Regions from separate parts of the Mus musculus genome. Here all the other regions are linked to region 2. A link is a contact called in public HiChIP or PLAC-seq and promoter capture Hi-C data. All regions are on one chromosome and are shown on one strand. Each heading gives the region's core, a stretch centred on a gene start, on an enhancer-like site or on the middle of the called end of the contact. The rest is flanking DNA. Distances are from core to core; before and after follow the strand shown.

Region 1 (4,132 bases), core at 287-2,786, 550 kb before region 2:
AGAAATCCTCCTGCCTCTGCCTCTGCCTTTGCCTCCCGAGTGCTGGGATTAAAGGCATGCACCACTGCGCCCGGCTCAAGGTTGCCCAATTTTTATGCTGTATTTTTGTGCTAAATCTGGTGACATAAGCATGCACAGTTTTTTAAGTTCTCCGTCAGAATCCAGCACCTTTTATGCTACAAAGTGAAGCACTGCTGCAATGCAGATGTTCTTCATACCTGTGCTATCACTGCATGAAACCCAGTGTCTGAGGAGAACAGTAGAGATGAATTCACACAGCCTGCCTGTCTTCTGCATTGTGTGCTTCCCCATCTCTACTCCTTGATGAAAGGCCTTAGCCTCAGCCCCACCTCCTTTTAAATAGTTTCTATTCCTTGTTTTACATTGTTGAGCTATTGATTAGGGGTTTAAATATATGTTCTAATAATTGCAAAAAATAAATGTTAGGTGGAAGTTTGTTCAACTTCCCAACCAAACCCTTAGACACTGAGCTGTCTGTATATATAGTCTGATTCTTTCAAAATTTGCAACTTTGTAGAGACCTCATGTTGGGGGAGGGGTGGCCAATCCTTCACAACTGCACTTGCTACTTTGTAGAGCTTTTAGCCATCCTTATCTACGGTAGGGTAACTACTGTTCCTTTAAAGTGGACCGAGGCTGTTGATGTTGACATGGTATGTTGGTTGGGGATGATCCAAAGTTACAAAGCCAACAGTGCAGGTGCTGTCACATACCAGAATTGTGGGTGAGTGCCAGACCGTTTTCATCCTTAGCCATTGACAATCCAATGGCCTCAACTCTACAAATCCCACTTTTTTTTTCCTTGAGTCAATGGTAAGTGGCCATCTGATGACTTGAAGGAATGACTTGAGTCCAAGGAACAGCAGAAGTGAAAAGCTGAGTCCCTGTCTATCCCATACCAGTTCACTAGAAGAGCTGACATGGCCTCAGAGCTGTGTCATCTCAAAAAATGGGAGGAACACGAGGGCATCACACCTCATTAAAGGCAGGAGGCAGCAGGCTCAACCCTTGGCTTTGCCTCCAGCTTGGGAGAGCTGACTCTGAGCACGTGGGCCTTGGGCAGCCCCAGGCGCCCTCCTGCCAGATGTAGTTCAGGCCCAGATGGGCCCGCGCAGGGATCCCCAGTGCAGCCACCTGACTGACTGTCGAGGCGTGCTGCGGCCCGCTACTTCTGCCTCCGCCGGCGGCGCTGCGGTCAGAGGAAGGCACCCAGGAGCGCAGTGCGGCCATTATCCACGGCGCCTCCTAGTGGGGCAATGGCAAAGCCTCCACGTTCTCGCGAGAGCTCCCCTCAGTGGGGATTATATAATCTCACCCAGGAGAGGCTGGGGGGGGCTGGGGCCACCCTGCCATAAGGAAAGTGGGTGTCGCCGCAGCCGAGGACCGAAGAGCTCTCCCTTGGGGGGGGGTCGCCGAGTAGGGGGTCCATGGCCCCCGCCCCCCCCCAGCTGGACAATGAGTCCTCTTATGCTAATGAGTCGCTTACGTCACTTCCGCTCTTTCTCGGCCGCCATTTTGGCTAGGGCAGGTTCGGGGACTTGCTCTGAGGCGCTTGTATTGTCTGCTGAGGGGAGACGCGGGACCAGCCCCCTCCCCCGCCCGCCGCCGCCGCCGCCACCCGTCCGGTCTACCCGCCGCCGCCGGGACCCATGAGCTGAGCGCCCGCCCGCCGCCATCTTGGCCCCCTCCCCCTCCAGCCGCGCTCGCTCGGGGGGGATTTGGCGTCGCCTCAGCCACAGCTCCCTCTCTCGGTCTCCGCCGCCGAGGAGCCGCGCGGCCGTCGCCGCCCGCCTGCCCGCCCGCGACGGTGAAGCCGCGGCCCCACGCCCTCCGCCGCCCTCCGCCCCTCCTTTGTCTGCACTGCCCGCGCCGCCGCCCGCCGCTCTGCTGCGCCCGCCGCGCCCCCCGGCAGCAGCCGCGGCCGCGGCTCGAGCCGGAGCCCGAGCGCGACGAGGCCCCGGGCGCGTCCTCGCCGCCATCGCCGTGCCGCCGTCCACCCGCCGCCGTGCTCTAGAGCACGCCGGCCCCGCGCACGCCTCGAGGCCGAGCCAAGGTAAGCCCCGCGGCCCTGCCCGCCGCCGATCCCGGGCGCGGTCATTGTGCTCGGCGTGCACACACCGCCTCGAACCCCAGTCGGCCGCAGCCCTCCTGCAGCCCGATCCCCTTCTCCGCCCCGCGGGGCTGCCGGCCGGCCACCATGGGCTTTTGCGGCTAGTGGCATCTTCCCGCACCCACCCCGCCCCCAGCCGAACCCCGCTCGCTCTCTCGTCCTCAGAACTAATCCCCTCCCGCCCTCCCCCAGTCCCCGGAACCAGCCTTCTGCCAGGTCTGCCCACCCTAGGCTTGGAAAGGGGGGAAAGGCCTGGGGGGCGGGGAGCGTGCATGGCAGAGGGTGAAAGTCTTTGCCTCCCCAACAACATGCCAGTTTCCCTCCCATCCTAACCACCACAGCCCCTCACCGGCCCTGCTTTCAATCTGGGCTACCTGGTCAGCACTCCCTCTTTAGAGCTTTCTGATCAACTTTGCAGTCAGAAAATGGAAATCCAGAAAGCCGCGGAAAGAATTTTTTTCGAATGCAATGAATGGGGAGTAGTTCTTTGAGCACCCTCTTATTCGCCTCTTCTTTCCTCTGAGCTGCCTGTCCTTCTCCTCCCTTCCCCACCCTACCCCCAACCTGGATGCCTGTCTGCTAGAAAAGGCGCGATTGCTTCTCTTCTTCTCTCCAAGAAGTCTAATACTCATTTTAGTCTCACTCCCTGCCACACACCCCAAGTGTCTTCTCAGTGTTCTTCCAGTCACCAGGTCCTCTGGACAGTTCTTGTCATAACCCCATTTCACAGACAAAGGCTTAGGAGGGAAAAAGAACCAAACTGTTTCCTGTGTTAGCCATTTTAATGCTGTCCAGCCCCAAACGCCCAGTTCCCATCCCTGATGCTTCTTGTGCCTGTATCTTGAACCTTCACAATGGGATGTGTGTCGGGGGGTGTCTCTTGGATAGCTTTGTGCAGTTTCTTTATAAATCTGCATTGTTGCTTCTGGTTTATGGTCATGGAGAAAATACCAGCCCCCACCCAAAAGGCACTGCAGCCAAGTCGGTTAAAGGCACTGAGTGTGGGAGTCAGTAGGGGGCGCATTCCCTGCACTGGGTAAGGCTGCAGAGGGGGGAAGGGCCCCAGAACTAGAACAGGATGTGCTAAACAGCGCCTTCTACAGACCATGGGAAAATGGGTCCAGCAAGACTTGCACTGGGTGAGCTGACAGCAACATGGCGAAGGATTAAGTGAGGCTAGAGAGATTTTATTTAAGAAAGCCACTTCTCCGTTTGGAAAGTTGTCTTTTTTTACTTTTTCAAACCTGTTCACCCTCAGACTTTGATTGCTGATCAGTCACCTTGGTGCACATCCTTGGGTCATAGGTTCCCTTTCTCAAGAATTCCTTCACCTTAAGGTTTGATGTGTTGACATCTCTTTCCTAGGCTAGGTGGTAAAGGGGGTTGTTTAAAACCTGAAAGTCACGGGCTTGGGAGATCAGGTCAATCCAAATCTCTCCGACTCTTTTGCGAGTGGAAAGTCATTCTTGAGAGGTTTTATGGGTTGGTGATTTTGACAGCCATGAAAGATGGGTGTCAGGATTTGCAAGGCTTTGTTGGTAAACATCAGGTCCCTATTGAGTTCTTCATTGTCAAACTTAATAGAGTTCACTGCAAAATTGTGTTGCCTTCCACTTTCAGCAGTACACTGTCTGTAGCCAACTGCCTTTGCAAGTGTTGACACCAGTCTTGGTTCGGTGCGCACCCACCTTTTTAGGGTGTGTGGATTTCTGTAGATTTTACTCCTGTTGTTATTTCCATAGGTGTGAGATGCACAGTACGAAACCTAGGCCCCAGCTTTTACATCGTGATGCACAGGGTTGCACTTTTTGTACTGAACTGATAGGTGGCCTAGTGGTTATTCCCTGTACTGCCATTTTGAGGATCTGGACTCCGTTCCCTGCCTTGCTCTTTGGACTGCATTGTCAATTCACACCGGTGGGTATATCATTTTGGAGGGTGGGGACTGCAGCATCAGGAAAGCTAGAGACTTCCTCCTGATCACCACCAGAACATGAACTT
Region 2 (3,744 bases), core at 236-2,735:
ACAAAAGACAAAGAAAAAAAAAAAAAAAACTACTGCCGAGCTGGAACCCTTGAGATTGCTCCCCTGGACTTGCACGGTTGAAGGAACAAGCCAACCAACGCCCAAGTGTTGCCCTTTGACCACACATGGACACTCAAGAACACACATGCACACAAAACAACAAAAAAACTACAGAAAGAGACTTCCCTGGTCATTTCCAGCAAATCTCAGAGACTCTGCATAGGGCCAAGCTGGTGCTCTGTGAATTGAATAACGGTGAGAGAGAGTTAGTTCTGACTACCCGTCTTGTCTGTCAATCAGGATGTCCTGGCCTCTGGGATCTCCAGCCCTAATCTGCAACCCTAGCCTTCTTGCTAACAGGCGCAGTTTGGGAGGGTCTGAGACCCAGCACCTGCCACAGCAAGTTCAGCAGAACCCCTGACACCCCAAATCTAATCGCGCAGTTAATACAAGTGCCAGGCTGTCACCTTCATCGGAACAGGAAGGACTTGGGCTACAGCCTGACGCGGCCATCCGAGTGGCTCTTCCTTTGAGTAGACGTAAGGAGACAGAGAAGGAGCTTGGAACGGACAGAGACCACCCAGGAAAGGAGCACTGAGGGAAGAGGAGATAGCCTGGGGAGGCTGGCAGCTGAGAAATATGAAGCTTAAATCTTAGAGAAGAACGAAGATGGAGCCTTGGAAAAATTCTTCAGATCTTAAGTTCCCTCTGCGGGCCCCAGGCACCTCTCAGTCTTGCAGCCCCAGGGTGGACGCTGTTTATCATCCCTTAAGGACTTTACATAAGCCTTTAGCTCTCTTAATGCTAATGCCTTAAAGACAGAAGCACGTTCTCTGACCCGGAATTCATTCAACCTCTCCTAAAATCTGTCAGCTGTTGGCCCAGGCAGAGTCCCTGCCCTCAGGGGCTCCTTTCCTGATAGAGAGACAGTTACTCCTGACAAGCTCTGAGTAGCGTGAGGGTGATGTCACAGTGACCAGAGGAGGGGGCACCCCAGCAGGTGGTCACGAGCGGCCTCTCAGAAGGCAATATTACTTCTTATGTTCCGTGATTGAGTCTTGCAATGTAGCTCAGGCTGGCCTCGAACGCGAGACACTCCTGGGTAGTGAAATGAAACCTAGCGCGTGCAGCCGATGTGCTGCCCCGTCCAGCAGCTTCCTAGCGAATGCACGATCTGCAGTAGCCATGCACTCCGTAGGCGCTTCGCAGCGCGTACTCCCTGCCTCCAGCGCGGTACGCGAGTTCGCGGGGCGCAGCGGGGACGCGCACATCCACCCTGCCTTCCGCGTCCAGCTGCGTCCAGCTGCGACCCCGCCCCCCGGCGCCGCGGTTGGCTGAGGCCCGAAGGCCTGCGATTGGCCGGGCGCGGCGCGGGCGCGGGCTCCGATTGGCTGTGACGCGGGGCCCCGCCGACGCCCCGCCCCGGCCGCCGCGCCCCGCGCCGGCCGGTCATTGGGCGGCGTGATATCGCCGCGGTTCCGCGGCCGCCGCCGCTGCAGGCAGAGCGCAGCGGGCGGGCCGGGCGACGGGCCATGGCGGGCGCCGAGGACGCGCCGGGCCGGCAGCCGGAGCTGGACGAGGACGAGACGGCGGAGGGCCGGCGCTGGGGCGCACAGCACGCGGGAGCCCGTGAGCTGGCGGCGCTTTACTCGCCAGGTAGGACGGATGGAGGGCCTGCGATCTGATGGGTGCTCGGCGCCGGGCCCGCCCCGACCGAACCCCAGGCGGTCCGAACACCTGGACCCTAACCCATCTGAGCCCTCTGGATCCGAACCTTAGCCCATTCGAAGTCCCCGGATTCGAACCCTAACCCATCCTGAGTCCACGGATTAGAACCCCAACCTATTCGAACCTCACTTCGACCCAACCCGTCCGAACCCCCACGAATCCAAACCCCAGCCCATCCGAAATGCCGAGATCTGAACTCTACCCAGATCCGAACTCCAGCAGCCCATTTGGACGCCCTTGGATCCGAACCGCACTCCATCCGAACCCTAGCCCCATCCTAACCCTGCCCCCAATCTAATCCCAGCTTCCACCCAAAGCGGAACTCCAGGGCTTCCAACTTTGCAAAGAGCACCCCTAGATCTTGGGACCCTAACTAAACCCCTTCCTACTCCGAGCCGTGAGGCTTTGGGGTTGCAGAGATTTAGGAACAGCCCCAATGCACCTGCGCATCCAGAGTCCTAGCCCCAGGGCACCTTGGGCAGTTTAGGAACCCCACCCTGGCCTGCCTTGTCTTCCTAAATCCCAGTCCAAGGCTTCCGGTTCTCAGGCAGCGCGAAGCCTTAGACATCTCAGTCGCAGGCACTGCCCTTAGCCACCTAAACTCACACGCAGTCCTAGGACCCCCACGTTACGAGTCTACACTCTGTGCGTTTTTTCCAAGACCGTGGGTTGCAAACTAACCCCCCTTCTGGGACTAACAGTTCTCTAGCCTCTAGGGCCCCGATTTGGATTTCAGCTGCAAAATATCCCAGGCGCTCTTCCCATAAGCTCCATCATGGTCCCTGCTTCAGTAGCTGCAGTGAACTTATCCCCTCCCCCTCCCATTGGGACCGGCAGCCCTCACCTCTTACTGGTAGATTCTCGGCAGCGATTCAGACCCTATTGAGTCTGGCTCTGTCCTCTCCCACACCCACACACTAGCTGCCCATTAGGACTTTGTGGGATACACTTATCACCACCCGGAGCCCCTTTCCCTGGCTCCACCCCTTCCCCCAAAGCCAGGTCCCCTCTCTGGTTTCTTTGCTTCTTGACATGCTCTTATCCTAACTGGCACTGGCTCCAACCCGCTCTCAGGGAGCCTCAGCAATCTCACTGCCTGGCTGGGTATCCCCAGGGGTTGCGGAAATGCCTGTGCATCCAGGGTCAGATGACAGCCAGCCTTGAGGCCCCTCAGCCAGGGTAGAGTCTCCAGGAGTTGGCTTTGTTATTCAACATTCTATCCGCTCCCTTGGCTGGGCAGCTACAGGGCACACAGCCCTGGCCTGGGTGGGGCTGAGGCCACTACCCCCTTGGCTCCCTGCCCTGGCTGGCATGCGATTGATGCTTTTTCAGCGCTAAGTGGCACGTGACATAGGACCATTTGCTTTTTCTCTTTGGGTCCTAGGTCAGTGAGGATTGGCCTCGCCTTAGGTTTCCAGTCTGTATGTTTGGTTTTCCACTTGTCTTGGGTGTTTGGTCTGTTCGGCTGGGTCCTTGACCCACACACCCGAACACCCAGCCTCAGGACCCGAGTTCTCCTTGAGGGAGGCTGGTGGCGTTAGCTGGATGGCCTGGGTGGTGCCTCTTCTCCTGATCACTCGCTGTAATGATACACACTGTGTGGCTCTAGGCCTTGTGTACAGTAGGCGGCCCCTGTGATTCACCTGGCCAGCCGCCCTTCTCTGAACTTGAAGCGAGCTTGGTCTTGCTGGTCCTCAGGCATATAGCCTGGGAGTTGGAAATGGAGAAGAAGGGATTCATAGTGTGTGGCTGTGCTGTCCTCACAGCCCCCTTCCTACTGGCCCCAATCTTTCCTCTTGCTTTCCCCTGGGGTCCACCTCTTGCCCCTCCTTTATGATCAGGTATCAGTTCCTGAAGAGCAGCCACACAGCTTCAGACAGCCTCCTGGGGCCTTTCCTAACCCAGAGAGGGAAAGACTGGTCAAACTGGTTCCTCCAAGTTTCTCTCAGTAGGTCTCCTTGTCTCTGTCCCCTGAGCCGTGTGGTCTTAGAGAGGTGCCCTGGCCTCTCCTGACCT
Region 3 (4,168 bases), core at 8-2,507, 570 kb before region 2:
TCCTCGGGGCACAGCAGCTTCAGGGCGCGGCACTTGTCGGTGGCCGAGGAGCCGCAGAAGGCCTCGTAGTCCTGCAGGCGGGTCACGGTGGGCTGCTGCCCGCACACGACGCAGTCAGGCCGGCGGCGCCGCAGCCGGATCCGGCGGAAGTGGCCCCCGAGGCCGTCGAAGAGCAGCATGCTGCCGCTGTAGGAGGAGCCGAGGCCGGCGGCGATCTTGAGCACCTCGAGGGCCTGCGCGCAGCCTAGCACGCCGGGCACCGCTCCGAGCACGCCGCCGTCTGCACAGTTGGTCACTGTCTCCGGCGGGGGCGGCCGCGGGAACACGCAGCGGTAGCACGGCCCGCCGTCGTGGTGGTAGACGGTCATCTGGCCCTCGAAGCGCAGCGCGCTGGCCGACACTAGCGGCCGGCCGGCCAGCACGCACGCGTCGTTCACCAGGTAGCGCGTGGGCACGTTGTCGCAGCAGTCTGCCACCACGTCGTAGCCGCGGACCAGGTCGAGCGCCCAGTCCTCGGCGAGCGCGCGCGGGTACGCCACGCACTCCACCGCCGAGTTGAGACGGCGCAGCGCCGCGGCCGCCGAGCGAGCCTTGCTCTCGCCGGCCTGCGCCTCCCCGTGCAGGACCTGGCGGGCCAGGTTGCTCGTCTCCACCACGTCGTGGTCCACCAGCCCCAGCCTGCCTACGCCGGCCGCCGCCAGGTACTGCGCCAGCGGGCAGCCCAGCCCGCCGCAGCCCACCACGAGCACCGCCGCCGCCGCCAGGCGCAGCTGCCCGCGCACGCCCAGCTCCGGCAGCAGTAGCTGGCGGCTGTAGCGGAGGATCTCGTCCCGCGACAGCGCGGCCCGGGGCGCCAGCGGCGGCGGCGGGACCCGGAGCGGACGCTCGGGCTCCGGCTCGGCTGTCAGGGCCGCGGCCAGCCTCCGCTTGAGCGAAGCTAGCTCTTCCTCCCGCCGGGTGATTTCAGCCTGTAAGGCAGCTACGTCCTCCGGGGCAGCCATGACAGCCTCTTCCGGAAAGAGCCGGGAAGGGACTTCCGTTTCCGGTTGCCTGTCTCTTAGCGACTGGAAAACGAAGACGCTTCCTGGCCCTTGAAAGTGAAACGAATGGGTTTTTATCCGGGGAAGCCGTCACGATTGGCTTGAAACGGTCACCATATCTGGAAGTTTCCCGGGGACCACACTGGGACGTCGGAGCGCCGAGCCTCCCCCATGCTCCGAGATTTGGTACGGCCCGTGTCGGATGACGTAAGTCCGCTTCCGGCGCCTCTCGCAGAGCCGTCATGGCTTCCACGGGGGCGAGTCGCAGTCTTGCTGCGTCTCCGCGGCCGCCGCAGGGCCGCTCCTCGCGACAGGACAAGTACTCGGTGCTGTTGCCCACCTACAACGAACGGGAGAACCTGCCGCTCATCGTGTGGCTGCTGGTGAAGAGCTTCTCCGAGAGGTAGAAGGGGCTTCTCGCGCGGGGGCCGGGAGCCGGCCGCGGGCTGCAGGTCGGCGGTTGGCTGCGCGAGGAGACCCCCGGAGGCCCGGTCTCCGCTCCCTCCCGAGCCTGCTCGCGGCTTTCCCCAGCGGGGAGAACCGAGGAGCACAGCCCCGCGTCTTTCTCCTTCCTGCTCAGGTCTCTAGCGAGTCCGGTGTCTATCTGTTGACAGATCGCGCTGGCCTGCGTCCCCGGCCTGTTCTCTCTAAAGGGCTAACTTAACTTCTTTTTGACTTCGGGGCGAGGAGGTATGACCTCATACCTCTGGGCGGTCAGGATCCGCCGCCGGAGCCGGGAGTCCCGAGCCAGCGTTCTCCCCATCGCCTTGGGGCCGAGCGCTTACGTAAGCTTGTTGTTTGCGCTGTCAGAGAACTGCTGATGAGCTGGCAGGGAGCGAGCATCTTCGCCGAGTTTGATTAGGAACCCGGGCTTATTTGTGTGTTGTTTTGAAAAACACGGGGCCTTTCGCTTTGTTAGGCAGAGCCCTAGCTCTTAGGAACAAGAATTTTGATAGTGAAAGTGTTACGCATTTAAGAAAAAAAAAAAAAGGTCTCCGAACTAAACAGTAAATAAAATGCCTCCTGATGGCAGTGGCAGGACGGAGTCAGTACTTTACGGCCAGATGAGTGTCATGCTGTGATGATCATGGGCGATCTTTTACTGTCAACCTACAGAACGGGATTTTGCAGGAGTAGGATGGCGTAGCAGTGCGCTGTTTTAGACAGTGCGTCAGAAGAACACAGATTGTTTCCAGAGCTTTTTGTTTGTTGGTTGGCTTTTGCTTCTCAAACGACAATGAGGACGCTGTGCCCATATTTTCTAATAGCAAGAAAAAAATACTTGATCCCAAGCTATGCACTACAAGGGATACGTTTGCAAACGAGTTGTACCAAGTCCGAGGGCAGCTAGGGCTATATTAGCAGCCTCTGTCTCAGAAAAACAAAATACTTGGTACATAGTTCCTCTTTCTAGAAAGCACAACCTTACCGTACTGATTTGTAAAAGCCTTAGTCTGCATGGTTTGATTGGTTGAGGCAAGGTCAAAACTATGTAGCCCTGACTGGCCTGGAATTCAGATGCTGGTCTCTGCCTTCCAGGTGCTGAGATTAAAGGCGTGCACCACCACCACCACCACCCGGTTTAGGATTGCTGTTTTGGTTGCATCTGAATAAAAATCAGTTTCTATATGGTGGCCCTGTGATGTGTGGTGCGAGCATCCTTTTTCTTTATGTTTTATTTTTATTTTTTTAAGATTTATTTATTTTGTGTGAGCACACTGTAGTTCTCTTCAGACACACCAGAAGAGGACACCAGATCCCATTACAAATGGCTGTGAGCCACCATGTGGTTGCTGGGAATTGAACGCAGGACCTCTAGAAGAGCAGTTAGTGCTCTGAGCCATCTCTCCAGCCCAGGTTTTATCTTTAAATTGGCTCTGCCAGATTTTTCCAGATGTTTTAATGAGCTCTAGTTTTATATGCTAGTGTCTCTGCTCTGTTTAATTTATGAGTCCAACACCCCCGTCCCTAACCTTGGCACTCTACTTCCTTGCTCCCTCTCACGCTTTGTAACCAGGCTGGTCTGGAACACCCCAGCCTCCATCCTCAGCCTCTAAAGTTCTGGGCTATCTTTTTATTGAGTGATTTTGGGGATACTGGAGGGTGGAACTCTCCAGTGAGCTACATCCTGCAGTGGATGTTCTCCAATCAAAATGGAATTACCTTTTTCAAAATCAACATAATTTGTGTTTGGCCAAATTAAGTACCTATCCCATAGTTAGCGGGTCAGAAGGAAGCTGGTCACTGTCCCTGCTACTCTTGTGTTTTGGGGACAAGGTGCATGCAGGAACAAAAGCTGGCTGAGAACATCTGGTGCTTTGCTCATTCACTCTCCACTTTGGATTGTTTAAAACTGTTCTCTCTCGGCCTAGAGTGTCCCCTTAGGCTGGTGGATTCTTGAGTTTCTGTTATTTTAGGGGTTTCAAACCCCCACCTCCACCCCCACCTCCAGGACTGAAGGAATTACAGGAATGCCTAGTCATACCTATTCTTTTGGTTCCTGGGTTTCCAAATGCACTTTCTTGCTTGCATATCAGGCACTGTTACCACCGAACCAACTCCTCTTGTATCTATTCTTGAAGAATAGGCTGGGTTTTGTTTCCTTCCTGCCAGGTTTTCTGGGGCTAACGTATACCACTTTCAATAGTCTACCCTTCAGCACGAGTTTCCTGGGTGACTTCCTAGGTTCCACATTAAGGTCAGGAGGAAGGCGTTGCTTCCTTTTGCTTCCCCATGTACCTTATGATAAGGAGGTGGGGCATTATGGTGGTAGCGGGTGGGATTTTTTTCACCAGACAGTTACTTTGAATGGTGTTTAGAGTGGGAACTGGTGTGTGAATATAATGGGGAGCAAGTTTAAGAGTGAAACTCCGTCAGATAAATGCCAGCTTATTTAAATTTGTTGGTGCCATTTAAAGTTTTCTTTTGCTCTTTATTTTGCGATAAGATCTCTAGAATGGAAGACTGTGTGAAGTCACTATAGCTATATAGAGGAACTTTGAACATCCTGATACTCCTGGCTGTAACTTTAAAGTTCCTTTAAAATTTAGATACTGTTACCCACCATTAATATAAACTCAAATTTTATTTTAGTGCAATCAACTATGAAATTATAATCATAGATGATG
Region 4 (3,718 bases), core at 717-3,216, 600 kb after region 2:
GCCTGATCCCAAGGGCTAGGTAGACAGCTACTTAGGACTACATCTCCTTTACAGGAGACAGCTGTAATACCAGTGTCTCCAATTATTAGCTAAAGGAATGGGACTTGCTGAGATAATCACAATCGCCTTGGAAAGTTTCAACATTATGTACCAGGAGGCCTCACGTATGACCTGAGGCGCCCATGACTCCAGCACCAAACCCTAAATGCAACTGTCTCACATATACAACTCTGACTGGCACTGTCCACTTGCAAATGATATGACAATTGTTCAGACATAGCACCCTTCAGTCTCTAGGCTTGCCTCAATTTAAGTCAACTTGCCTGGGCCTACTTTTTTTTTTTTTTTTTAAAGATTTATTTATTTATTATTATATGTAAGTACACTGTAGCTGTCCTCAGACACTCCAGAAGAGGGAGTCAGATCTCGTTAAGGATGGTTGTGAGCCACCATGTGGTTGCTGGGATTTGAACTCTGGACCTTCGGAAGAGCAGTCGGGTGCTCTTACCCACTGAGCCATCTCTCCAGCCCGGGCCTACTTTTTTTAAGAGTAAGATTTATTCATATATTTTATGCACGAGTACACCACCATTGTTCTCTTCAGAGACACCATAAGAGGGCACCAGACCCCATTATAGATGGTTGTGAGCCACCATGTGGTTGCTAGAAATTTAACTCAGGACCCCTCGAAAGAGCCATCAGTGCTCTTAACTGCTAAGCCATTTCTCGGGCCTACTTGATTTAGGGCATATTCACATTTTTATCTGAGTGGGTCAGGGTGGATATCAGAATACAGTAATGGAGGATAGCCATTGTCACATCTTGAAAAGCACTAGCCTGCAAATACTTTAGCAGACATGTTTCATTGCCTTTCTAAATACCACGCATATACAAAAGAAATCTCAACCCGGCTCAGACACTGCACCCACAAACTGCTGAATGCTCCCATATCAACAGCCAAGAAAATGTGTTACAGACTAATCTCAATGGGACCATTTTCTTAATCAGTCCTTTTCTCAGGCAGTTCTACCAGGACACTTTAAATAACAACAGGGCTCTGCATCTCCTGTGTCAGTATGTACAGATACACAATTAAAAGACTTTAGTATACTTTGATAATAAGGCTCAATCCTCGGGGCTTTTAAAACAACGAACCTCAGCAGTAACTCTTGCATCAAATTCCCTATCACTGCCCACTTAAAGGCTCTTCAAAGCACGTGATTGCCACTTTAGGCCACTAGACGAATGCATACCTTAAGACTTTCAGATGGTAGGTGAGTTCTCATCTCCCTCGATGCCCTTCTCTCCCTCCAACCTCCATGCTGTCCTGCTTGGTCAGGTCAACCTACAAAACAAAAGCGTCCATCACCACCTATATCCTCGACCAGGAACAAAGAAGACCAGGGTCCTCGAAGGCTGGTGTTTATCAGGACAAACTGGCAAATGTTTTAAAACATCAGCACTGTCGATATGACGGGGAAAAAAGTGAGTTCATCATTTACACCAGCAAAAAGCTTCCCAGGCCAAAGCAGAAGGCGTCTTTTCCACTTGAATCACGTCTTCGAAGGTCAACCTGGGGATCGCGCTCCATAAGCAACACTTGGAGACTAGGAGCGGTTACAGCGACTAAACTTGATAAGAGGTTAACAAAAAAAAAACTTGTGCTGTGTGGACTCAACTCACCATCTGCAAGTTAACCCCGGAGGGACGAGACATATCGGGAACAAAGCAAACGCTCTAGGAGCCGCCGGAACGAAAGGACGAGAGCGGCGGCGAACCTTCCTTATATAGACCTTGGCGGCGCGTGCGCCTGCGCACTGTGCCCATGGCGCGTCGCTTCCGGGCGCGACCGCTTGGCGTCCTGGGAAATGTAGTCCCCGAGCCGCCCGGCCCCAGCTAGCTAATGGTTGTCCAGCCAGTGTCTAGCCCCTCCCCGTGCTCACTGGGCCTCCGGGGCTTCTCGGCTTCCGCGCCATGTCGCGCTTGGCACGCACGAGCCGCCCGCCGCGTCCCCCTGGCTCCGGGGCCAGCCGAGACCTGCGGCCGCCCGGGGCGCAGTCAACCCGCCCCCCGCCGCGCCCTCCCCTCCGCCGCGCCCGCGGGGAGCCGCCAGTCCAGCCGCCGCCGCTACCGCGGGCGCTGAGGCGACGCCGCCCTTCCGCCCGCCCCGAGGGCGGGGGCGCAGGCGAGCCCGGCCTCTCGCTGGAGCCCGCGGCACCGCCTCCTCGTCCTGCGCGGCCTCCTCTTCCTCCGGGCCGCCCACTAGGCTACTCGCCCCGCCCAGGGGCTGCAGGGACTGGAAACCGAAAGTTCGCGGTGCCGGGCGGGGCCGCGACCTGCCAGGGCCGGGGCTGAGCTCTAGCCCTGCGGAGGACGCGCCCGAGCCGGTGAGTGGCCTCCGCCCTATCACGCACCTGCTTCTGCGGCGCTGCGACCGCCGGCGTCCCGCTCTGCCTCCGGCCGGGTGTCAGGTTAGCCTTGGAGTCCCTATCTGCCCCACTCAGCGCCCCCACCACCCCCGGAGTCCCTGTCCCCTTCCCTCAGTTCTCCTATAGTCCCCAGAGTCCATGTCCCCTTCCCTTAGTTTTCCTATAGCCTCCAGAGTCCCTGTCCCTTTCCCTCAGTTTCCCTATACCCCCGGAGTCCCTGTCCCCTTCCCTCAATTATCCTGTAGCCTCCGGAGTCCCTGTCCTCTTCCCTCAATTATCCTGTAGCCTCCGGAGTCCCTGTTCTCTTTCTCTCAGCCCCCCCTATAGTCCCCGAAGTCCCTGTCTGCTTCTTCAGTTTCCCTATAGCCCCCAGAGTCCCTGCCCCTTTCTCTTAGTTTCCCTATAGCCCCCAGAGTCCCTCAGTTCCCCTATCATCTCCGGAGTATTTGGAATCTCCCATCACCCCTAGGATCTTTTTCCACTCCTTACCACCCCCAGAGTCCTGTCCTCCCACCTCCACCGTCACCCTCCATCGTTCCCTGAGTTAAGTCTACCTGGTTATCAGCAGCCCCATTTCCCAGTCCCTGTTTCCTCTCCTCAGCAGCCCCATCACCCCTAAATCCCTGTTCCCTTCCATTAGCCTCACCATCACTCCCCAGAGTCCCTGTCTCCTCTCCTTAGCAGCCCCCATCACCTCCAGAGTCGGTGTCTCCTCCCTCAGTACCCAGCGTATCCTGAGCCGCGGGCACTGCCATTACCTGCTTCGACTCTCTTCAGTTCATCTGTCACCACCCTGATCACACCCCACCTCTAGTGCCCCTTCATCTCAGCACCCAGTCATCCCCTGTGCGTAGTTGTCCTGCCTCTGCTCCCGGTCCCTGGAGCCCCACTCTCTCCATTTCTCACCTATTGCTATACCCACTTGTTCCACAACCACCCTGGGCTCCCCATCCCTAGGCCCTGCCCTACCTCTGAGTCCCCCCCAGATCTCTCCTGCTTTCTGTAACCTTACAGTGTTTCTCTGAGGGATGTATGGTGTGGCGACTTCTCTCGGGACTTGAAATTTACCTAGCTACAACCCAGCTGCCACCTCTTGCTCCATCCTCTTTCATCTTACCCTGTAATTAGAAGTCTCTAAATGTTATCCCTGCAACAGCTTAACCATTGCTGATCTGGTGCCCTCCCTGCCTTGCTTGCCCTCCCTGCCTTACTTGCCCTCCCCGCCTGCTCCTGCCACTCTTCCCTCGCCTTCTCTAGCACTTATTTGCTTCTGTTTTCTTTTACACTGC

What was found. Promoter capture Hi-C pulls out the DNA fragments that hold promoters and counts their contacts. HiChIP or PLAC-seq counts read pairs in DNA pulled down with a chosen protein or histone mark.
Region 1: an H3K27ac HiChIP or PLAC-seq map of stem cell-derived neural progenitor cells shows a contact between it and region 2, with 2.2 times the contacts expected there. The contact joins the promoter of Adnp here to the promoter of Tmem189 in region 2. A contact is called at or near these places in 5 of 39 promoter capture datasets (the 3T3-L1 cell line, cranial neural crest, hippocampal neurons and 1 more), 1 of 484 Hi-C or Micro-C datasets (cortical neurons) and 2 of 115 datasets of contacts at active chromatin or transcription factors (pancreatic cancer cells and stem cell-derived neural progenitor cells).
Region 3: a promoter capture Hi-C map of second pharyngeal arch cranial neural crest shows a contact between it and region 2. The contact joins the promoter of Dpm1 here to the promoter of Tmem189 in region 2. A contact is called at or near these places in 4 of 39 promoter capture datasets (cranial neural crest, hippocampal neurons, second pharyngeal arch cranial neural crest and 1 more) and 1 of 484 Hi-C or Micro-C datasets (cortical neurons).
Region 4: an H3K27ac HiChIP or PLAC-seq map of bone marrow-derived dendritic cells shows a contact between it and region 2, with 2.1 times the contacts expected there. The contact joins the promoter of Znfx1 here to the promoter of Tmem189 in region 2. A contact is called at or near these places in 2 of 39 promoter capture datasets (erythroid cells and liver), 2 of 115 datasets of contacts at active chromatin or transcription factors (bone marrow-derived dendritic cells and embryonic stem cells) and 1 of 9 other capture datasets (liver).

The regions. Positions count from the first base shown.
Region 1 is chr2:168,204,516-168,208,647 of GRCm38.p6, reverse strand. It overlaps Adnp (activity-dependent neuroprotective protein), which reads left to right and starts at 1,536. Exons shown (of 4, transcript NM_009628.3): 1 at 1,536-2,074. All of the region lies in intron 9 of Gm20716 (predicted gene 20716), which reads left to right.
Region 2 is chr2:167,659,285-167,663,028 of GRCm38.p6, reverse strand. It overlaps Tmem189 (transmembrane protein 189), which reads left to right and starts at 1,485. Exons shown (of 6, transcript NM_145538.2): 1 at 1,485-1,656. The coding sequence starts at 1,533.
Region 3 is chr2:168,227,468-168,231,635 of GRCm38.p6, reverse strand. Dpm1 (dolichol-phosphate (beta-D) mannosyltransferase 1) reads left to right here and starts at 1,257. Exons shown (of 9, transcript NM_010072.4): 1 at 1,257-1,443; 2 at 4,134-4,168. The coding sequence starts at 1,283. It overlaps Mocs3 (molybdenum cofactor synthesis 3), which reads right to left and starts at 1,014. Exons shown (of 1, transcript NM_001160330.1): 1 at 1-1,014. The coding sequence starts at 1,001. It overlaps Gm20716 (predicted gene 20716), which reads left to right and starts at 1,257. Exons shown (of 12, transcript NR_132310.1): 1 at 1,257-1,443; 2 at 4,134-4,168.
Region 4 is chr2:167,061,263-167,064,980 of GRCm38.p6, reverse strand. It overlaps Znfx1 (zinc finger, NFX1-type containing 1), which reads left to right and starts at 1,966. Exons shown (of 14, transcript NM_001033196.2): 1 at 1,966-2,471. It overlaps Zfas1 (zinc finger, NFX1-type containing 1, antisense RNA 1), which reads right to left and starts at 2,047. Exons shown (of 5, transcript NR_138563.1): 1 at 1,684-2,047; 2 at 1,254-1,345. LOC115486178 (a small nucleolar RNA gene) reads right to left here and starts at 1,508; the gene lies at 1,416-1,508.